Regions from separate parts of the Gossypium hirsutum genome. Here region 1 is linked to region 2. A link is a contact called in public Hi-C data. All regions are on one chromosome and are shown on one strand. The core of a region is the stretch at or near the end of the contact, and the rest is flanking DNA. Distances in the headings are between cores, read along the strand shown.

Region 1 (5,512 bases), core at 1,800-4,299, 540 kb before region 2:
GGACTCCTAGGTAGTGACCAAGATTATGAACTCGCTGAAAACCTAATAAAGAGCTAATCAAAACCACTGTGTCCTCATCCACTCCTTTAGAGAAAAAGATATTAGTCTTATTAGCGTTAACCTTATGTCTAGATAGTGCACAAAACCTATCAAGGATGCCTTTCAAAATTCTACAATGCTTCAAATCAGCCTTACTGAAAATAACCAAGTCATCAGCAAAGAATAAATGTGAGATAGCAGATCCACCTCTAGAGAGTCAAATAGGACTCCAATTCCCTTCCAAGATAGCAGCCTGAATCAGATGACCAAGCCACTCCATACAGAGCACAAACGGATAAGGAGAAAGAGGACACCCTTGACGGATTCCTCTAGCAGGACTGAATTTAGACAAAGGAACTCCATTCCACATAACCTGCATAGTAGAAGTGGAAATAGAAGACATAATAATGTTAATAAGATAATCAAGGATACCTGTCGCTCGGAGAGAAGCTTCGATGAATTCCTAGCTAACTCTATCATAAGCTTTCTCCAGATCGATTTTGATCGCCATCCTTTTCTTTCTTTTCTGACATCTCATGGAATGAATTACTTCTTGAGCTAAAATGATGTTGTCGTTTATGCTCCTACCTACAATAAATCCCGCCTGTTCCTGAGCAATAATTTTACAAAAAATGTACTTGAAACGATTAGCGATTACCTTCATCGTCAATTTATAGAGGACCGAGCATGGACTTATCAGCCAGAATTGACCAAAGGTCTCTGGATTCTGAACCTTTGGAATTAAAACAATAAGGGTATTGTTCATATCAGCCTCAATGGGGTTACCCTCAAAAATTTGCTTAATCCAGTCACAAACTGTACCACCTATAAAGTCCCAATGTTTTTGGAAGAAAAGGGCATGAAAACCATCATTGCCTAGAGCCTTAAGCGGAGCCATGTCAAAAAGAGCTACCTTAATTTCCTCATTAGAGACCGGTTTCCTTAAAAAACCAATATCCACAGGATCAAGATGAGGAAACCTATTTGGAGGAAGAGTGCCCAAAGGATCAGGAACATCTTTGTATAATCTTTGAAAGAACACATTAGCTTCTCTTTCAATAAGCTCCGGGTCATAAATCCAGTTGCCATCAGAATCTCGAATGGCATGAATATGGTTATTTTTTCTTCTCTGCAGAGCACGAGTATGGAAGTATTTTGTATTCCTATCACCCATTTTTAGCCAATCACACATCGCTTTTTGCCTCCAAAGAAGTTCCTCATGGTGAAGAACATTTTCAAGCTCTTGGTGGAGAGATAAGTCTATCTGGTTTAAATGATGAGTATCGTGATAATCACTTCTCTTCTGAATGCAAGCAATTCTATTGATAAGATCTCTCTTACGAGTAGTAATATTACCGTAAACATTTTTATTCCATTCCTTAAGCTTATGAGTGAACCTTCCAAGAGTCTCAGTGAAATTGCCAGAAGAATCCCAGTTCTCCTTTAAGAAATTCTCAAACCCCGGGTGTTCAATCCAACCCGCTAAAAATCTAAACGGTCTTTCCCTGGGTTGAGAAATACTCGAGTTAAGAACCAAAAGAATAGGACGATGGTCCGACTTAATTTTTGGAAGGTGAATAAGCCTACAATTGGGAAAATTCTGTATCCAAGCCCCATTCCCCAAAGCGCGATCAAGTCTAACAGACAAAGAACCTCTATGCCAAGTGAAAGGTGGTTCTTTGAAACCTAAGTCAAGCAAATTCGCCGATTCAACAAAATCTCCAAAATGGGGGCAGCGTATACCTTCAGTAAGACTTCCAGTCTTTTCAGAAGATGCAAGGATCGCATTAAAATCTCCAATGGCCATCCAGGGAAATTGACCAAGAAAAACAATATTCCTTAAATTATCCCAAAGAAGTTGACGCTTTTGCCTATTGGGACTACCATACACGAAAGAAATCATGATAGGATGTACTGAAGGTTTCTTCCAAACCCGAGTTAAGATGAATTGCGAATGATTACAAATCACCTCAAGACAAACAGAGTCTTTCTAACCTAACCAAATGCCTCCAGAAAACCCAATTGCCTCCACCCGATGTGAGTACTGAAATCCCAACTTAGCAATAATTTTGTTAGCCTTAGCCCCGCTGACTCTCGGCTCAAGAAAGCTAACAATGTCAGGTTTATATTCCATATCATACTCTCAAAAAATTCTAAGAAACTTAATATTAGCACATCCTTGACAATTCTAGGAAAATATAGTGATATTCATTAAAACCAAAAAGTATGAGAGAAAGAAAAAACAAACCTATCTTTTAGGACCTTTCTTTACCTTCCAACTCAGATTCAGCAATCTCGGATACATCACTTGGATTACAGCTGGGAATTTTGGAAGATAAAAATTCCGCCATCTTCTTCATGGACTCAGCAAGAGAAATGCGTGTGTTTCCAGAATTTTTGAAACGACTACCTCGACCCCATAAAGTAAAAGAGGGCTTACGATTGCTTCGGGAACTACCGCCTTTTTGGTGTTTGGAATTATTTATTGGAGTGTTCACGACCACATTCGGGAGTTCCATGGGTCTTGAATCCAATTTAACCTGCTGGTTAGAAGGAACATTATTATTATTATTATTATTATTATTAAAAATAATAGCTGAATGCTTACCTGGGTCTAGTGTATTATCGGAGATAGGGACAATAATGCCTTCGGATTCGTCAAATACAGGGTTGTATCTTGCTTTAATTTTTTCCATATTTTCAATGTCTAAACTGCTCAAATTATTAGGAACCAAAAGGCCTTGACCATCTGCACCATTAGAAGAATTATTAGTTTTAGAAAAATTAGGATTCGGGGCCACTGGAATAGAATTTGAAAAAGAAAAGGGAGATTTAGCCGATTGATCCCCAATGTTTCCCAAATGACCGTCTAAAATTATTGGCCTCTTCCCCAAAGCTTTGTCCAAACTCTTATTATACTTTTGACCCGTTTCTTGTAAAGAGACTCTACCCACTTCCATGCCCCTATCAGACCCATTAGTAAGGCCCACAAATCCACCTACATGTCCGGCCTTGTTAGAAAGAAACTCCCCATTCTCTTGATTAACCCTAGATTTAAGATTAATTTGAGCACCACCCTCCTTTCTATTAGCCCCCCTAAATCTCCTCCATCCGAAGATCTCCTTTCATCACAAAGATCCTCCTCCCCCATCAACGTCGAGAATCGAGACCCTAAAGCCTGATTTTTTTATTTCCCCGTGATTTCCGCTAGAGAATCCTTCTTCCCCCGCCGAGAATATCGCTTCTCTACTAATATCCATGGCCCAAAATCTGCCTATTTTCCTCCGGTTCCGTTAGCTGAAGAGACGCCGTCCGACTTGCCTTTATTTGTGTCACCTACCACCGTCGCCGGCTCACCTAGAGGTACTGGCCGATTTTGTTCCGTTTCAGATAGTGGGCACAAATCTTTAACGTGCCCGTATTTGCCGCAAGAGAAACAGACAGTCGGGAAGGATTCGTATTCCACTTGCTGAACTACTCCATCAACTAGAACCTGAGAAATCAAAGGTTCTATCAAGTTAATATAGACGGCTAAACGCGCGAATCTTCCTCTGGTTTGATTATCCGTCTGAACGTCGAGTTTGACGACTTTTCCAATGAGACTTTCAATAGCCTCTATTATCTTTCTTTTGTAGAGATGTCCCGGGAGATTCGGCAAACGAATCCAGGCTAGCACCATGCTAGGATAGGGTTGCTCTGGACTGAAATGCTTGGTCCAAGGTTGCACTGTCAAATATTGGCCGTAAACAGTCTAAGGTCCTTGCGATAAGACTCTGTTATAATCCTCAACGGCCTGAAATTTAACAAGGTAATACCCGTTGATGGTATCCATTATACGAATAGATTTCATTGGTTTCCAAAGAGAGAAAATTCGATTGTGTAAAGCGTTGTAACCAATGTTACGCCCTAACAATTTGACAATGATCGTTAGCTCCATTTCTTTAAACAGGATATTTTTTAAGCGATCAGAGAAAGAGATAGCCGGAACACCATCAAGGATAGTTTTATTAACGTCCCCTTCAAGTAACTCAAAATCAATATCACTCCCTTCAGAAAAAGCAATGCGATTTGGACTAAGTTCACCCGAAGAGCCCCCCAAAAGTTTGTCTTTCCATGACAAATTTTCTTCTGGGGCTGGATCCCCATCCATGGATATATCATCTTCAACAAGATTATCTTTGAACCTCACTTTTTTGGTATTTCTGTCATTATCGGGGTGGGTTTCGCCATCCTCATTGTCACCGGAAAGTTGCGAACTAGAGAGCATTGTAAAATATGATATTCTTTCAAACATACATAATAGTTACTTATTAGTAACATATGCCATATTTTCTTAAATTACTATTTATTGTATTTAATGAAATAATTATGCAGTGGTAAACTCTGACCATTACTTAATACATGAGATTTAATTGCATTTTAAATTATAAAGTAACTAGAATGAGGAACAATTGATAACATAATGATATTAATATTATAACGGGTGAGTATTTGGTACATTAATAGTATATATTTTTATTCCACAAGTAATTTTAAAAAATTAACATGTGTCTTTTTTTTAAAATATATTTTTAAAATATTTTATTATACTCTTATAAAATACTTATCAATCCCCTAATCTTACATGTGAAGTCTAAAAACTTTATTAGTAGTATACCAAATATTTTTCCTATTATAAAAAGGTAAAAATATTTAAATGTTTTAAATTTAGAGAAAAATCCACTTACATAATATAAATATTAAAATAGTTTTAAACTGTGTGAATGAATTCCCTTTAAATTTTATTTTATGATTTCCTATTAATTTCATTATATTTTTATTCATTACATCTATACTAACAATAAATATCTTATATTCAAACTAAGCATAATTAATTAAATGTATTTATTATCATTATTTTGAATAATAACTTGTTTTTTTTTATAAAACTCTACCCGCTTAAAAAATCTGCACAAATTTATTTTTGATGAACTTTTTTAAAGTGCATGAAATTTATTTATTTGTCTATTCACATAATATATAATTAGAGCGATTAAAATATGTTACAAGTCCTTATACTATATGATAAAGTTCATTTTAATCTCTTTATTATTAAATGAAATATTTTAGTTTCTAACTCTCTATACATTTAAAATGATGATATTGTAAATGATGATATTTTAGTCTCTGCACATTAATTTTACCGTTAATAAAATTGCATGGCTTAGCATTAAATCAAAATGCTAAACAATAGTTTTGAAGAATGAATAGAGACAAGAAATTGATTTTGTTTTTAACCACAAATTGTTTTTGATTAAGTTTTAGTACATAATTGTTGCGTTTAAATTATTTGTTCTTTGGTCCATGTTAACTACCGTTAAGTCATGTCATTCAATTTTTTCAAAACAAGTAAACTTTTTAATTTGATTTAATATCACCTCAGTTGACGTTAAGCCATGCCATTTCATGACCAGTAAGGCTAATGTGTAGGGAC
Region 2 (6,153 bases), core at 3,549-6,048:
TGTTACACTCCAATTTAAAATTTAACTTAAACTTGTTGCATTATTATTCGCAAATAAAATAATGAAGAAAAATAATAATATCAATACTGCTACTAAGAAATTTCAGATTTTACAAAAATTCTATTTTGATGATAAATCCTTAATTTATATACAACTGTTTCACCAAGTAGAACTTTAACATGTTAAAACAATCACTTATTATTAAAGCAATTTTTATTATGAGCATTTCATTTCATTTACAACAAAGATTCTGAGACTCCGCCTCTAGGTCACCATGCTGTATGCATATTATATATATGTAACAAAATTTGCCCATGTATGTCAATCTTTGGTCTGGTCACTTCTCAAATTCCCAAAACTCCTATTTACCTACAATGCATAACAACACAAGTAAGTTCTACAGAACTTAATTAGTCTTCATACCTCATTAACATAATGTTAATACGATTTCACTATGTGGTTAGGATTGTGCAATTGACTTGCTTGTATTAGGACAAGACGCTATCCTCTTTATCACAGTAGATGATTCTATTTTGGTTTCCCTTTTACTTCATTTTTATTAATTACCTTCATGGCTCCTCATGCATTTGCCTCATCAAAAAGGGAATCATCATGGATTCTTACTAGAGAATTGAAAGAGATACTCCATGAACATTTCCCATGATATGCTTTACACCAATGACTACAAATTCACATAATACCATTCTTGATGAATAGTCCCTATTACGGACTGTTAATAGCAGTTTGTCTTACAGAACTCAGACTCGATTTACAATCCTCTTGGTGGTTTTCTCTTTGTAAAAGATTACTTGTAGGTGGACTCTTAATAGTGGATCATCTATTTGTAGAATCATGCCATAAGATAGTTGTGGTGGACTACCATATCTTTCATTTACGGTTTCGTATAAACAAATAGCTTGCATAGTATTTCGGACACTACTTATTTAGATAAAGGGTTTTCTCATTTCGAAAGTATAGAAGAATACCCTTGTATCATCACCAAAAAGGACTTGGCAAATAGTCATATATAATATGACTTCCATAAAATTTGTTTGTACAGTGGGATCGAATGTAAAATATGCTACAAGTATGTGAACTCGTTCTTGGCAGGCTTATAAATTTAGATTTAAGTCTTCAAATGAACCTGCGATTCTCACCAAGGTGAATTTCCATCACTACGGTACATGTACAATTGTAAGAATAAGGTGGCAGACCATTATAACTTGTGTCCACCTCATGTTATCTATTACCATAGGCACTATGGCCTTCTCAAAAATAATAGATCACCTTTTTGTGGACTTATACATACAAACATTGGATGGAATCATATTTATAAGATAGTTCTATTGAACGTTCCTCATAACAAAAATCCTGGTGGACTTTCCCCATATTAGATAATCCTCATGGTCTTCCATAAAAGATAGTCCTGGTAGACCTTCCACATAAGATAGTCTTGATCGACCTTTCGTATTTCAAATAGTCCTAACAGACTTCCATAAAAGATAGTCTTGACGGACTTCCACAAAAGATAGCCTTGGCGGACCTTTCACATTAGATAGTCTTGATGGACTTCCCACATTTCAAATAGTCCTTACGGACTTCCACATATATAGTATTTCCATGGCTATGGTCTTCCATTCATCCTACTAAGGGCTCTTATACTTCCCACACAAGGGGGTCTCATATACTGGTGCGCACCGTTCTCTATATCATTTCAAATATCATTTCTTAGCTCAATCCAACGAAACCTCCATCAAAGTCACACACATATAATGCATATGCAACCCATGCATAACCATCCAAACCTCCACAAAGCCACATAAATAAAATGCATATCATACAAACATTCTACCAATAAATGCTATGAATCATATGACATACAACATGCCAATCATTGCATTGAAATATCATAATCATACATACTATCAGCCAGCCATATCATTTTAATATACAATAATGCATTACACCAAACAAACTGTTTACCCAACACAACTAGCTTACAACCAATAGTAAATTTTCATACCTCACTATTTACAATTACCATGTATCATTGCTTCGCTATAACATACTCGTAGTTTGGCCATTCGATAATTCATCATTCACATAACACTAAAGTAAACCTATTCTACTCATGAAACTATACAAAAACATCCATTTACTAGCTGAGTATAGGAATTCACCTGGAAGTTGACGCCAAATCCATCTACTAAGCCCTATTCCCTTGTTACTCGAGCCTCTTTAATCAATACAACATAACAACCATTTTAGAATCCAACTACGCCTATTCATTATAATAGAAACCATAATCTCTTTGCATGCAAGGGTCATATAAATGGTTACTTGCCATTTTACCCAAAACAGAGTAGAACCAATAATGAACTAAAATCCTTAACTAGCTTTTTTTTCTTAATTCTGATAATACAAGGATATTAGAAAACTTACCAGCTTACAAGATTTCTAATTTCTAATACTTAAACCTCAATCTCTGCTCTCCATGCACGAACGTTCCTTAATCTTCTCTCTTTTATTGCAAACTAGAGAAATGAAGAAGAAGAACAGAAAAATAAAAGAATCCTTCCCGGTGAAGGATATATATAGTCCCTCCAACCCCTTTAACTAAAACCAATTCACAGCCACCTAGAAATACCTTAATCATCATGTCTCTCACTAACATATACTTAGTTCAAAACTAACGGAACTATGGTTGAAATCCAACTTTCCCTCAACCAGCCCGCTACTTGTTCTTATTTGCAAAAAAAACCCGCCAGATTAGAGAACCTTTGAATTTAGTATGCCAAACTCTTTTGCTACATAAGATTTTACAATCTGAGTGTGACATTCATCCAAAGTGTCATAGGATAATTCTAACTCACCTCTCATTTACAAATGATCTTTTAATCTTTGTAAAAGGTTTAGCTGATTCAGTGGTTGGAGTCTGGTGTATTTTGTAAGAATTTTACACTATTTTTGGCCTTCAACTCAATGCTGCTAAGACTGAGATCTTCCTTGTCATGGTGGCTGTAATTGGGTTTACATACATTACCTTGGTGTGCCTTTGGTGCCTAATGTTGATTGCAAACCCTTCATTGAGAAGATAACTTGTAGGATTAATTATTGGTCTGATTAATTATTGGTCTCCCAAACACTTAATTTTGCTGGTAAACTTCAACTGATCAAATATGTTCTCTTCAGCGTGCAAGCTTTATAGAGCAGATAGTACCTTCTACCTAAGTTTGTTCTCTAGAGTACTACCTAGTTGTCCCTAAGATTTTTCTAGAAGGGGTCCAATAGCAGTGCTGTAGGGGTTAGGGTGAGCACCATCTGCTTACTCAAGTCAGAGAGAGGATTAAGCATCAGAAATTTAGAGGAGTGGAACAAAGTTTGCATGTCTTAACTAATTCCAGTCTTGCTTGCTTCTGAGGGTTCCTTACGGATTGCTTGGATCCAAATGTATGCGTCAAAAGGGGATTCTTTTTGGAATGTTTCTTTGAATTCCTCTAGTAGTTGGACATGGAGGAGGCTCCTTAATCTGAGGGATCTTGCTGCTGAATTTATTTTGCGGTTCCCTACTCAAATGAAAGGGGAAAAGGCAGAGGCTTATCTGGTTTCCACTTCATGTGCCTAAACACTCACTTATTGCATAGATGGATATTTTGAACAGGCTACCTATAAGAGATTGGTTAATTGCTTGTGGTTTTAACATTGATAGCAGTTGCCTTTAATGTTCCTCTGCTACTGAAAACAAGAGACTGCATCTTTTTTGAACGTGAGTTCGCCCGAGGGCTTTGGGGATTGATTTTGGTTCTCTACGGCATTACAAGATCTATTGGGACTTGGATTCAAGAGTTGAATTGGGCTATGAATTAATTGAAAGGTAAGTCTCTCATAGTTTGCATTCTCAAACTTGCATGGACTGCATTTATACATATCATTTGGTTTGAGCGGAATGGCAGACTCTTTGGCAAACCTTCTAATCTGGTGGAGGTCTTGCTTGCAAGAATTCAAGAAGTGCTGAGAGTTCGGCTGAATGGTAAACAGATTAATAAGATGTACACCATTAACAAACACCTTTGCTTGAATTGGGGCTTATCTAGTACATGAATGTATAGTTTTGTTGTATAGTTTCTTGTTGAGTGATGTTGTTCATGTAGCAGGTTTTTTTTTTCTTTTTGGTAATGAATTCTTCACTTATCAAAAAAAAAATTAAGTTTGATAGTTTTGTTGAATTCAATTCAACTCTAAATTCAAAAATAATAACATTTTCTTTATTTTCATCATTTGGACTGTTTTGGTTTAAGAAAACAGTGAAAATTTTATTTTACAGATAAATTTTGCGAGTGATATTATATAAATGATTTTACATTTTAAAAACATGCTTGTTGAAACAAGTTTATTTTTTATATATGAATAACGAAATCGTCAGTCTTTGTTTGGAGAACATTTTGTTTAAATTAAAGCTGATATTAGAGAAATGAAATTATTTAGAGCTTCGAGAAGTTTCAGTTGCAGAGATAATGGAGCGAAATTGGAAGATTAGGGGAGAGATGGAGTTAAATGTTTGTAATTGACTAGAAAAAAATTTATATGTAACAATGACATAAAAAAAAATGATAATATGTATTAATTTAATTGATTGAGCCCATATCCTATGTGATGGGAATGGTCCATTAGTTTAAACATATGGATGAGATAGTGTCTAAAAGTTGGACTTTTATACAATGATGTTTCGGAGTTAAGCCCATATAGAGGATATGGTTGTAACTTAGATACATCTCGTCTGGCCGATTGATTTGCCCTGCTGATTGTCTGCTAATGTTATTTGCTTGAGTCTCCCCCTTCTTTTTTTATTTTCGATGGTGGAAACCTGATTCAACTTAAGATTGTTCCTATTTCCTTAGTTTGTATCTTAGGGTTTTTCGACCTCTTGCACTCTCTGTTGTACTACCCATATTATTTATCTTGTGCGAGACATCTTTCTCTGCTTGTGACTTTTCTTCCAATGGAAGTTATAAATTTTAATTAATATATAGCATTGAAAGTCTTAGTAGACACGTGGCAACGCGCTCTGCGTTATTTCCAAGCAAAGTTGTTTAAAAGACGACGAAACAAATCTATATTACCTTTAATCTGTTTGCTTCGATCGATCCCCATATTCCCTCTGACCCCCCCCCCCCAAAATAAAAAAAACCTGAACTCATCAATGGAAAATTCTCATGAATCCCAGAGTTTGCATCTCAAAGACCGCCGCGTGGATGCCCTGGGCAACTTCAACCTCCTCCCCGACGAACTCATTTGTGCCATCTTAGATTACCTCACTCCTCTTGAAATAGCTCGTCTCGCTTGTGTCAGCAGGTTTTTGTTTTTCTTTGCTCTCTTTTTATTCTTAATTTTTCCAATTCCCATATTCTCGCTTTTTAATCTTCTTCTGTCTAATATATTTTCTTATTTTGAGTTTGCATTTTTAGTGTTATGTATATATTCTGCAATGAAGAGCCGCTTTGGATGAGCCTTTGCCTCAAGAAAGTCAACGGTCCACTTCCATACAAAGGCTCCTGGAAAAAGACGACGTTGCATTTGTATTTTCATCTTTGCAGCTGAAACTGAAACTTAAATTTCCTATTTTCTTTTTGCTTCAATTTTGTATTTTAGTATCTAATATCGCTGGCTTTTTATTTATTTATAATAATTTTAATGCAGAGAGAATTTGCCGAATAAATATATAGACTATTGCCGAAAACCATTGCAGTTTGATGGTAAATAGCCTCACGTTTTTGTTTTTATGAAAATAAATCCTTTCTTTATTTAAATGATGGCATTGATTTGAGTAATTGTTAACATATATATATTATATTTTTTTTTTGGGGGGGGGGGAGGGGGCTGCAGGATTTCACTCTTTCTTCTTATACAAAAGATTATATAGGTGCCATACTACATTAGACGGATTTTCTTTCGATGATGGAAATGTTGAAAGACAAAACGATTTATCAAAGGAACAGTTTGATCGCGAATATGATGGGAAAAAACCGGTATGCTACATATATTTTATGTTTGTTTTCAGTAAATTGTGTTGAACTCACTGCTTCTGTCAATGATTGCTATGGTATCCCCTACATATTTGTCCTTTGTTGAGTATTTAAAAGAAATCTGTTGCAT

Evidence for each region. Hi-C and Micro-C count contacts between places; a contact is called where the count stands out from the background.
Region 1: a contact with region 2 is called in a Hi-C map of leaf, with 2.2 times the contacts expected there. The contact joins the enhancer-like site here to the promoter of LOC107962243 in region 2. A contact is called at or near these places in 5 of 34 Hi-C or Micro-C datasets (leaf and seedling).

The regions. Positions count from the first base shown.
Region 1 is chrA01:41,126,963-41,132,474 of Gossypium_hirsutum_v2.1, reverse strand. No RefSeq gene overlaps it. Among protein-coding and RNA genes, the nearest start is that of LOC107917422, 53 kb to the left of the region's middle. Within about 2 kb of position 3,049, at least 8 of the 9 cell types and tissues checked have an H3K27ac peak or open chromatin away from gene starts, as enhancers often do. A contact at or near this core is called in leaf, where this site is marked.
Region 2 is chrA01:40,591,739-40,597,891 of Gossypium_hirsutum_v2.1, reverse strand. It overlaps LOC107962243 (F-box protein At1g78280), which reads left to right and starts at 4,798. Exons shown (of 16, transcript XM_016898561.2): 1 at 4,798-5,352; 2 at 5,466-5,576; 3 at 5,698-5,753; 4 at 5,884-6,026. The coding sequence starts at 5,201.